Linked DNA regions of Mus musculus: region 1 is linked to region 2. The links are chromatin contacts, called in public Hi-C maps. All regions are on one chromosome and are shown on one strand. The core of a region is the stretch at or near the end of the contact, and the rest is flanking DNA. Distances in the headings are between cores, read along the strand shown. Region 1 has its middle 74 kb from the start of n-TGccc3. Region 2 overlaps Gm42266 (a long non-coding RNA gene).

Region 1 (5,684 bases), core at 2,355-4,854, 120 kb before region 2:
CCAAAGATCATCTGTGTGGTGCAGGATCTGTCCTCTTCATTACCAGCTTTGCTGTAGCATGGCCTGTTCTCTCTGAGGCACTGTCATGTGCTGCGTTGTTAAACTATTCCACAAAGATAAGGTTTGGTCTGACCACAGCCCGAGTGCTTTCATGATCTGAACCACTTTCAAAATCCAAATAGCTCGTCACTTACCATGCTGGCAAGGAAACCAGATCCATTCAAACATGATGCTTTAGAGGACATTCTTGCCCTTCTCAACAAACAATTCCACTGGTGAGTATAAACATCTCAGCCCCGACAGCTGAGAGCTGGTAGCCCCTACACTACCACGGTGGGTAGCTTTGGAGTCTTTCAGCACTTGGTACTGTCACTATCCTGCTTTGAGCTCATATACATGAAACTATCTTTTTTTGGTTTTTTGGACATACCTAAGGTTTTATGTGCATGTTTGGGAGGGGTTATCAAAAAGTGGGTCAGCTTGTGCCTGCTCAGGATATTCTAGTCTGCTCGAAATGTCCAATTAAAACTCAATTCTGCCATAATTATTTCCCATATGTGTTCATTTAACTGCTGCTCAGGTTAGACCCAGAAATACATTCTTTGTCGTATCAGCTATATTGCGACTTATTCTTAAACTCTTCCTCCTAATGGTAGTCAGGTGAGAAAGAGCTTAAGGAAAGCCCGGGCCTGTCAAGCCATTCTTGGCAGGAGCCTTCCAGGCAAGGAAGCAGTCGGTCTTAGGTTTATGTTTGCATAATTTACAACTGGATGATGGAATGCTGACACTGGTGGGACAAGAAACAGCAAGGGCACAGTCACATACTATGTCACCAGCAGGAACTGTAGGGCTGCCTGCTTTCTCCAACAACAGCTCAGCTCAGGGGACTGGCACAGACACAGCCAGGCCACGTCCCTCAGGGGCTCCTCTGATCTCATTATAGCAGTTGACACCAGTCCTCACAAAATAAACAGGAAATGTATGCCTGCCTCTCCTGTGGAAAGGCACACATTCCTTCTCAAGGAGACTGCAGTCACCAGCATGGGAAGGAAGTCGGCTCTGCTCCTAAGAAGAAAGCCTACCCTATCGGCCTTTCTCTTTCTGGGATGGGATACAGAGTGGGTGAGCTTAAGGCTCCAGCTCTGGGTGCTGTGAAAATGAGACATTTCCTTGCTGCTGATATCAACATTCCAGGGCTCTGATAGCAGGGCCACTTCCTCTGGTGTAACTCTGGGGAAAGACCTATGATATAGCCTGGAGGGATTTTACCTGCTGAGACCAGAGTACAAGAAAGGGGCTGTTCTTCAAGAACAAAATCCAGGTCTCAGTTTCTCTCTCTCTCTGTCTCCCTCTCCTCCTTTCCCTCCCCAATCCACATGCGTGCGTGCGTGCGTGCGTGCGTGCGTGTGTGTGTGTGTGTGTGTGTGTGTGTGTGTGTGTGTGTGTGTGTGTAAGAGAGAGACAGAGACAGACAGACAGAATTCTCCCTAAAATCATTTGTTTGCTATGTAGGAAACTTTATATACCTAATATTTCCATTTCAAATGCTGAGTTTACCTATAAACTACAAGCTCAGTGGTAAAGCACAGATCCAGCGCGTGCTGTGGTTTGAACAAAAAATGACCCCAGGGTCTGGCGGTGCAGCCTTGTTGGAGGAAGTACATCACTGGGGCAGGCTTTGAAATGAAAAGGCCTCCTTTACCTCCAGTTTGCTCTCACTACTTCATGCTTGGGGTTCAAGATGTGAGGTCTCAGCTATAGTGCATTCTCCATAATTATTACCTGGTCCAAACTATCAGCCACGCGGTAAGAGATGCCCTGCTGGAGAGGGAAGACTCGATGTTATAAAGTAGGGTTAAAACAAAGCCACTTCAAAATAATGATAATGTCGCTGCTGTGTAGTCTGGGATTCCTAAAATGCACAACAGCCACAAAAATGTCCTCATTCTTCCTTCAAGCATAATAACTCAAAGCGGCCCTGTAAGAGCGCAGCGGAATCACCGGAGCAGCGTGAAGGGACGTGGAGGGGTGTGAGCGTCAGAGCGTCTGATCAGCAACACTGTGAGCGCTGTGCTTGTTCTAGTTGAAGCTGTTTCTGCATGCTGACTACTCCAGTTCACTGGTGACTAGCAACAGCAGGAATGTGAGAGCTCCGTTCCAGAATTACTGAAACCACCCAGGCAACTTAAATACATTTCCGTCTCAAAACATCGGCAAAATGTTCCAACTTTTAAAATGCTAACAAAATATGAGGAGCCATGGTGAAGTTGACCTACATTCTAGGGAGGCTGAGAAGGGGGCGGGGAAGGCTGCACTAGTGGAGTTCAGAATAAATGCAAGGTTGCGGGGATGCTGTCTATGAAGTCACTCCCTCGTCTCTCCATTTCCATTTCAGTGTCCATGTATTTCCTGATCTCTGCACTGTGTGCTTTCTTCCATTGGACGGATCGCACACTTAGATAACTTGGTCGTTTTTCTCTTAGGCAGACTTTCATTCTGCAAAACCGGGAGAATTCCTGCACTATTGTATATAAACTAATTCAAACTTTATGAATGAGCAGCGGGGACCGTTTCCACGGACTGTTTTAAAGGCCTGTGGTACCAAGAGTAAGCAAAACCGATCCATGAAGTTAATGCTGCTTCCCATAATGTAGAATCTGGTTCTTCTCACTGTCCAAATGCTAAAGGAGAAACTAGTGCCATGGTGGGGGTGCTGGCAGGGTGGGGGGAAACAATGCCTTCCTCAGCGTTTCAAAACCGTTCACATCAGCTTGAGCACGGAAGCCATAGGAAAAGCTCTGTTTTACCTACCGTAATTACGGTATACCTCACAGCAACTCTCCACATTATCCACTTTCCCCCCTCCACTCAACTTCTCTCAATGATCTCTGGAAACCATTAACCAAAAGTCCTGGTCCAATTTTCCTCTTCCCCCTCCTCTGTGTCCTCAGTCTTGCTGGCGTCCAGACAAAGCAAACTTGTATTACATCACAAAGCAAACTCATTTTTTTCTCTAAAGCAGCCCATTGGTCAGTTACCGCTACTGGAACCAACACTGTCACAGTGTGGTCTTTGTTACTGAGTGCTGCTTGTAAAAAATATATATATACATACATATAAGTTTCCCAGTACTGCTTTCCTCTGCTAAAAAGAGGAAGCGTCTAGCCGGGTTCCACCCATGCAGTAAACTAGACATTACCTTATATACAAGAGCCTCTATGGCATTCCTCGGGCACTGACTGCTGCAGAATTCCTGCACTAGGCTGCACGCTGCAGGCCACAAGCTTCCCTGGCTCACTCACCCTCCTTTCTGCTTTGGCTGCTCTACTCTATCTATCTATCTATCTATCTATCTATCTATCTATCTATCTATCTATCTATCTATCTATCTTTCTTTCTTTCTTTCTTTCTTTCTCTCTCTCTCTCTCTCTCTCTCTCTCTCTTTCTTTCTTTCTTTCTTTTTTTCTCTCCTTCCTTCTTTCTGTCTCATTTCCACTGCCTCACTGTGTTTTTGTGTAAATGCTCTCTCTCACATGACTCAACAAATCCATCTGCCCGAAGCAGGCCAAGTCTGGAGCCCTCCCAGGAGGGAGGAGAAGAATTGCTTTGTGGAAAGGACTTGGAGCGCTGCCCTTCCTCTGGCTCGAATTACCCGCCTGTCAGGCCTGACGGATCTGGCTAAAAATAAAAGGAAGCGGGCTGTGAAAAGCAGATGAATGGGCTCAGCAGCTCCTCAGATAACACAGACCTGCTGTTGCCCAGAGCTTCCCAAACAGAAACTTCAAATGTGCGACCTCTGAGTGCAGCTATGTGGCTTCCAGGTGATCATGCTGTCTGACCCACCAGAGTGGTGTCGCAGCCTGGATTTTGATTTTAGCACCCCCCCCAACCTCAGTGTGTGTGTGTGTGTGTGTGTGTGTGTGTGTGTGTGTGTGTGTGTGTGTGTTAGAAAGAAAGAGAAATAGGAAGAGAAGGGGAAATAAAGTCTCGTACAAAAAGGTTCTCAGAGCACAGCTGAATTCAGTGGAGTGATGGCTTCTCACGTTTTAAAACAATATTGTTTCCACTACAAAATTCTCCTCCACACCAGACATTTTCAGTCTCCCGATGATGTCACTCCTCCATTCAGAGCCAGCAAAGAGTTAACAGTCCTTCTTGTAAGTGTATGGCCAGCGCCTGCAGTGGGTATTAAGCACTTAGGTTTGCCATGTAATGACACACTGTAACAATCTGTAATATGAAACATCAGCAAAGCTCTGGCTCTGAGGCTCGCTCTCCCCACCATTAGCCATATGTTTGGCTCCTCAGATAGCCAAGCGGGTGTTCCAGCATGCCATCTGGTTTCTATCCACACAGGCAACTGCAAAGCAAGGGCTGTACCCCTCTGGAGCTGTGTGTTTCTTATCCCTGTCCTCCCCTTTCCCCCCTCCCAGCTCCTTGGTTCCCTTGCAAGAGAATTCTCTGCCATTCATCACATGCAAAGAAAATGTTACCTGACCTGGCAGCAGTGGAGCCATTAAGAATGCACAGCTGAACTGTAAACACGCCAGAGGGTCCTTTACAGAATCTCCTCAAGTCAGTCTCCCCCCCCCCACACACACACATTCTCTACTCCTTCCTCATCCCCTATGACTGCAGACACTTGATCCAGCATGTTAAAAATAGGTACATTCTTGATAGAACCAGAGTTTGCTGTGGTGCCCTTCACAGTCACTTCACATACTGACAGGAAGGCTTTAACTCACACATGTGTGAGTGCGCACTCGCTCGCACACACACACACACACACACAGGCAAACGCATGTTTGTCTCAACATTCAATTAGCTTGGTGTCAGTGTCACACAGGATGACACACCCCTGACTCACTTCAGGAATCAATCCCTCCTGCTCCTAGGTATTCGACTGCTATTGTTTAATTTTCTGATGGTTCTTTCCACTTCAAGACACGAAACAGGGAGACAGATGAGGCAGGCACTCTGGAACAGGAGCTCGCAGCCATTTTCAGGCAACTGATGACTGACCGAAGAATGCCTTCTTCCTTCTGCATTTTCCAGGGGTGAAAGCACACAGCAAAAATAATCTCCCTCCTCTTGCCTGAACCCCTGATGCCGGGATTACAAATGTGTTATGTGTGTTATGCTGGGTGATGTGGTGCTGCGGATCAAACCTAGGGCTTTGTTCATGCTAGATAAGTACTCTGCCAACATAGCTGCTTCCCCAGGCCTGCACTTTAACAGCATGCAGAAATGGTACATGCTGTTGGAACTGATAGGATTTTCCTAGAGCTTCGCCTTCACAGGATTTGAAGCACTCTATACTCTTTTAACTGCATATTGGGGTATCTGATATACATAAAAATTGTCTCCTTGTTTCTGTAGAAATTGCAATTCATTTTGCTGCATTAAGAGATCATTAATTAGGGATTAATATTTGCCACATCTTATTTAAAACGCTGGTTTCTTACATACGAAAAAACGAAAGAAAGACTATCATTAGAAAGTGACTCACCAGAATGTCAGATTGTCCCACATGGTAGACTGGAGAGGATCTGTCAGGGAGTTCTGTTTATTCAGTCTAACAAGGGTGCCAGGAAGGCCACTAACTATGCAAACTTCTTAAGCCCACTGCCTTTGTGGATCCATACTTTCGTAATCACAATATACGCTGCATTAGCTAACAGAGC
Region 2 (6,213 bases), core at 1,694-4,193:
TGTCTGTTCTTAAAGCTGTTTTGAAAACAGAGCTGGTTTTTATGGGAGTTGTATATTGCCTTTAAAATGTAAATCTTGAATGATGTGGTTAAATGGCTACTCTTCAGCTGCTGTGAAGGCCTCCCCAGCCAGGGCAGATGCTTGAGACCTAATACTGTTATTCAGTGATGTTAGAGGATAGCATGACGTGGTTGAAGTGAATTCCTGGAACTTCTATTCCATTTCTCCCACTTCAGTTTCCATACTGTGTTAACCAGAGTTCTCTAGAGGAACAGAACTGATGGACAAGATATATGTTAAAATTGGATTTAGTAAGAAAAAAAAATGGATTTAGGAAACTGGCTGATACAACATGGTCTGACAGTCCCTCAGTGGCTGTCTCACACTGGAGAAGCCAGGAATCTCATTGTTGATTAGTTCGTGGGGTTGGATGCTTCCGTAGTCTCAATTTGGTGTTGAAAACCTGGAGGGACCCTGGAGGGTTGCCAGTCTTCATTTTACCTGGGAAACCTGAAGAAGCTGGTTCTAGTGTCAGTGATGGAAAGAAAAAGAGCAGCGATAGGATAGATGAGCTTGCCAATAAGAGCAACAGTAAACAGAAAGATATAAAGAAAAAAATTATTTCCTGACTCTCTATGTGGATTCTGGAGATCCATGGTTTGCACTCCTCAGACCGAGTATCTCCCCAGCCCAGATTCTTTGTTTCTAACTAGGAAATATTTTATATTTTAGGGATGGTAGACAGAGGCATTTTAAATATTGTAGTTTTCTTATAAGGAGAATTTCATTAGTGTCTGGCCGGCTTTCTCTAAATCCTTTAGTCTCAGATTTTCCTTCTTCCATGAGTAGATGCTAAATACTACCATGATAGTTAATCTTGGTGGTCAACTTGAATTGATCTAGAACTAACTAAGAAGCAAGATGCTAGGCATTCCCAAGAATTTCCTTATATTATTTGAAGTGGGAAGATCCACCCTAAATGTGGGGAGCACCTCCTGTGGCAGACTAGAGAAAAGGAAGGTGGTTTGCCTTTAATCCCAGCACTTGGAAGGCAGAGGCAGGCAGATGATGATGAGTCTACATGTCAACTTCCAGGCCAGACTTTGTCTCAAAAATAGCAGAATATGTGGGGGTGCTGTTATGCTCTTATAACCCCAATTGTGTGGAGATGGAGACAGGTAGATCCTCAAGCTCTTTGGATAGCCAGCTCCTTAGCCAGAAGATAACACAAAATGGCCTCAGGAAGTTCCTGAAACTAATCAAATTCACTAGGTCCCTCCCTTCCAAGAGTAAGCAAAGACTCAGACAAGATGGGCGGCAAAAAAGAGACTGAAACAGGACAAGCTTTCTAGAAGAAACAGAGATCAAGACACTGGGGAAGGACACTCTCCAACCTTTTGAGCAGCCTGTAGGCTGTTCAGTGTGCTCCCGGTTTCTAACTTTTCTGAGCTGTCACCCATACTGGGATGAGCTTTGATGATGCAACTATCTTTAAGTCATTTCTGCTCTTGTAAGTGACCTCTCATCCATATTCCTTTAACTAACCCCAATAAAACTTATGGTTCACTGTATTGACTTTGGTGATATCCATTCTTTGATATGTCATGGGTGTCCTATGTGGGGTGAGTAGATGTGTGTGTTATGTCTCCCCAGGAAAGTCTTGTCACATAACAACGGCCTAGCCTAATTGGTGAGTTCAGGTTCAGTGACAGACACTGTCAAAATTCATGGTTGATGGCTCTTTGTGTGGTGCGCTAACAGAAATGTCCCTTATAGAGTCGCATGTATAAACGCTTGGTCCCAGGTGGTGGTGCTGTTTGGGGAGGTTACGGGACTCTTAGGAAGTGGAGTCTTCCTGAAGGAAGTACAGAACTGGAGGAGGTCTGTGAGAGTGTATAGCATTGTTCCACCCTTCGTTCACTTTCTGTGCGTCCCGTGTGTAGATGGAGATGTGACTTCTTGCTACCAAAACAGTATCTTATCCTTCTGGGGCTAAAATAAATATTGTCTTTCAGTTGCTTTTGGTCATGGTTACTTTATCACAGTCACAGAAAAGTAATATAATAAGGAACGACAGCAAAGGTTGACCTCAGATCTCCACCTGCATGTGCACACAGGTGCACTCACATAGACACAGACATACACACACATAGACACAGACACACACATAGACACATAGACACAAAGACACACATAGACATACACACAGACAGACAGACACAGACACATATATGCACAGACACACAGACACACACAGAGATATTGACAAACAGACACAGACATACACACAAAGGCATACATGTAGACACAGCCACAGAGACACACACAAACACACACAGAGACACACACACATACATAGACATACACATGGAAACAGATACAGACACACACAGAGACACACATGTAGACACATATATACACATACACACACAGACACACATATAGACACACAGACACACACACATGCACACACAGAGACACATATACTCAGACACATTTACACACAAACATACACACACACACACAGAAACACACATGCACATAAGGATTCTTCTGATTAGAACATGTCTATAAGGAAAACATCTTTTAGCCACACATAAATGTAAAAATAAGCCCAGAGGTCTATTTGGTTTATTTAGTCTTCGATAGAAATAACCGTTTGGTTATAGTTTTGTTCTGCTCTTTCTAAGGCATCCAGACGTCTGGTGGACATGCTGAATTCCCGAGCCTGTCTGGAGACATGGGTGGGCTCCGCTCCCCTGACATCTTTCCCCAGAAGCCCTTCTGTTCCTCTCCCCTTTCCCCTCCTGGATTCTTTAGCAAAAAGGCTTACAGCTTGAGAGAAAAGTTTCGAGTTCACACTTGCCGCTTCCCCTGGTGTTAAGGGCACATGGAGCCGTGCTTACCGCATGAGAAGGCTTAATGAAACTTAGCGTTTTGGTTCCTGACAACTGGCCAGTTCACATGCCACTGACTCCCAAAGGATTCATAGTAAGTCTTTAACTTGACCCTTAGAAAGCATTTAAGAAACTTCAGGGAACCCATCAAAACAAAACCCACAAGCAGACGCTGAGCTGTGAGCTGTGAGCAGCAGGCATGCACTGGTCAAGGAATTAGATTACTCAAGGTAGTGACTCATTCAGCAACTATGTAGTGTTTGTGGTCGGGGAAACCTTTGCCAGAACATGACTAAAATCTATTGGCAGCTTCTTAAAAGGAATCATGACAGGGCCTAAACCAATGAGTGTGTAAGTGTGCTGGTTTTTTTTCTTCTTCTATGTTTTTCACTAAGTCAGAATGGAGCGTAAGAAGACATCGGCCCTCCTGACGCTGGCTATTACAGCATGGTGTATGGAGCATTCCCAACAGCTGCTCAGTGGAACCAATCCCACACACAGCTCTGTGTTTGGGTGTGGACGTGTGTGTGTGTGTGTGTGTGTGTGTGTGTGTGTGTGTGTGTGTGTGGTGTGGTGTGTGTGTGTGTATGTATGTGTGTGTGTGAGGTGTGAGGTGTGTGTGGTATGTGTGGTGTGTGTGTGTGTGTGTGGTGTGTGTGTGGTGTGTGGTGTGTGTGTGGTATGTGTGGTGTGGTGTGTGTGTGTATGTATGTGTGTGTGTGAGGTGTGTGGTGTGTGTGGTGTGTGTGGTATGTGTGGTGTGTGGTGTGTGTGTGTGTGTGTGTGTGTGTGTGTATGTGTGTGTGGTGTAACAACTGGCAAAGAAATCAGACTTCAACTGTTAAAGATTTGTTCTTGATAATTTGTTTACATTTATTTATTTAATTTTGTGTGTCTGTGTGTGTTTGCATGTGCTGGGCACTCACGGAGATTAGAGAACAACTCTGATTATCAGTTAGGTCTCTTCATACATCACATGGTTCTGAGGACCAAACTCAGCGCATCGGGCTTAGTGGCAAGTATGTTTACTTCTTAAGCCGAGATCCCTCCAGTGCTGTTCTTGGTCATTTAAAGAAAAGCCTAGATGAAGGTATCCAAATGTGGTTCTTGTGTGAGGTGCTTAGGACTGTTGTAAGCTCCACTAACAGAGTGGCTTAGCAGAGATTTCTTTTCTCAAAATTCTGGAGCTGAGTAGTCTGAGATGGAGGTGGGCTTGAGATGGTCGCTGGCTGTGTTCTGTGCTCTTGGCTTGTAGAAGCACGATTCTTGCCTGCTTTGGCACAGGATGCTACCCTTGCGTGTACAACTCTGAGTGTCCTCTGGTAATAAGGACACCAATACTGGGTGTGTGTGGGGGTCCTTCCTGCTCCAGCATCATCTTCCCGTCCTAATCCATCACATCTGTAGCATGCCTGTTTCTAAATTGTCACGTTCTTAGGTACAAGGGCTAAGACTTCACAGTCTGAGTGTGGTGGAGAGGAAGAAGATTGGACACGTAACAGTACCTATCAGCTAGAGATAAGGAAGAGAGATGAACGAGCCGATGGAAAGTATGTCTTGTGACTCAGTCCATAAAAACGTTCAGAGTTTTCAAAAAGCTTGAATCCATTTTGCATTATAAGGAATTACCATTTAGAGAGATTCAGTCACCTCAAACGGAGAATTTAGCCCAGCAAATGTATTTTCTCATCGCCTGAGTAGTGTCACGTCCACACCATAGCACAGAAGAAAGAAAATGCCACACACCAAGTCAGTGGTTAAGACGGGGCACAGGAAGATTAGCAATGCGAGAGAGGTGGGGCACAATTGGCAAAACTCTGAGAAAAGAATTTGCTTATGGATCTGATGTTTTGAGAAAGGCTGAGCACAGCTGCATACCCCACACTCCTGGGGCAGCAGAGTGAATTGATGTGGGTGCCCAGTAATGCTACTGCAAGTAGAGTGGATTATATAAACCAGGGTAAGCATGCTCAGCAAAGAGATGCTCATGTTGGCATAGTCAAAGAGAAGGAGTGGCAGAAAGCAGGCAGCAACGGGTGGAGTTCTGGGCCCCAGGAAGGTGCCAGCCCTACAGTTGAAGTTCTTTATCCCTGACTCCAGACACAAAAAAACATCTGGCATTGAAGATACATGACCAGGAAGAATATTAACTCACCTCTTCAGTAGGGACCCATGTCTGTCTGTCTGTCTGTGAAGCATTTCTGGGGGGAACACTGCCAATTGGTGTGTGTGTGTGTGTGTGTGTGTGTGTGTGAGTTTGAATGTGTGTTAGTGTGTGTGAAAATGTGTGTGTGTTTGTATGTGTGTGTGATAGTTTTGTGTGTGTGTAGGTATGTGCGGCATAGTGTGTGTGTGATATATGTGTGCGTATGTATAGTGTGGTGTGTATCTGTGTGTAGTATGCTGTGTGTGTATGTGTGTGTGTATGTGTGTGTGTGTGAGTTTGTATGTGTTTGTATAAAAAATTGTGTGAGTGTTTGTGTGAGTGTGTGTGGGTTTGTATGAGTGTGTGCTGAGTCTGTGGGGGGGTGGTAGTTGTGTATGTGTGTATGTGTGTGTGGTATGATGTATGTGTATGTGTGGTATATATATATGCGTGTGTATGTATAGTGTGGTGTATATGTATATGGTATGCTGTGTGTATGTCTGTGAGCATATGCGATTGTATGGATGTGTGTGTGTGTGTGTGTGTGAGTGTAGGTTTGTATGTGTGTATGTATGAGTCTGTGGCTGTGTGTGTATGTATGTGTGGTATAGTGTATATGTGTGTGTATGTGTGGTGCATATGTATGTGCATGTGTGGTGTATATGATGTGCTGTCTGTGTCTGAGTGTGTGTTGTAGTGCATGTGTGTGTGTGTGTGTGTGTGGTTAATGGGCCCACAACCAAACTTACACAAATTGCCAGAGGCACTAGTTCCTGTCCCCTGATTAGATTAGAGGCTCACTAAGAGAAAGGCGGTGTTCCTGGAGCATCCACAGGGTGAAGTGAGAGGGAGGAAGCCAGTTGAAGCTCTCAAGTGGCAGCTCTGACTTTTCTCTGTGGGAGCAGCTTTTGTGGAAGTCCACCACAACCAAAGGTTTCCTTGCACAGAGATGGATTTTGAGCAAGTTCATTCATTAGGAACACGGGCATCCTCTTAACTTTCTGTTATACTCCTGTATCACTTTAAAGTCTTTCTAGCTCCCTGGGGTTTTAAGTGCAACAAATCCATACACACACAGCTTTTTCCAATATATCCAGAGCCTCAGGCATCATAAAATTTTATAGCAGAAAGTGACCTTGGAAATGATCTATTTCAATGCTTCATTTCACA

The links. Hi-C and Micro-C count contacts between places; a contact is called where the count stands out from the background.
Region 1: a contact with region 2 is called in a Hi-C map of muscle stem cells, with 2.7 times the contacts expected there. The contact joins two enhancer-like sites. A contact is called at or near these places in 1 of 15 datasets of contacts at CTCF or cohesin (the NIH/3T3 cell line), 11 of 484 Hi-C or Micro-C datasets (CD4 T cells, adipose-derived mesenchymal stem cells, cranial neural crest and 5 more) and 1 of 115 datasets of contacts at active chromatin or transcription factors (CD8 T cells).

The regions. Positions count from the first base shown.
Region 1 is chr4:32,301,856-32,307,539 of GRCm38.p6, reverse strand. It overlaps a transcript of Bach2 not described here. Among named protein-coding and RNA genes, the nearest start is that of n-TGccc3, 74 kb to the right of the region's middle. RefSeq lists an enhancer at 2,130-5,637. Within about 2 kb of position 3,604, at least 247 of the 459 cell types and tissues checked have an H3K27ac peak or open chromatin away from gene starts, as enhancers often do. A contact at or near this core is called in embryonic fibroblasts, muscle stem cells, myocytes and 1 more, where this site is marked.
Region 2 is chr4:32,176,896-32,183,108 of GRCm38.p6, reverse strand. All of the region lies in intron 1 of Gm42266 (a long non-coding RNA gene), which reads left to right. Among named protein-coding and RNA genes, the nearest start is that of Gm42266, 6.8 kb to the left of the region's middle. Within about 2 kb of position 2,943, at least 159 of the 459 cell types and tissues checked have an H3K27ac peak or open chromatin away from gene starts, as enhancers often do. A contact at or near this core is called in embryonic fibroblasts, muscle stem cells, myocytes and 1 more, where this site is marked.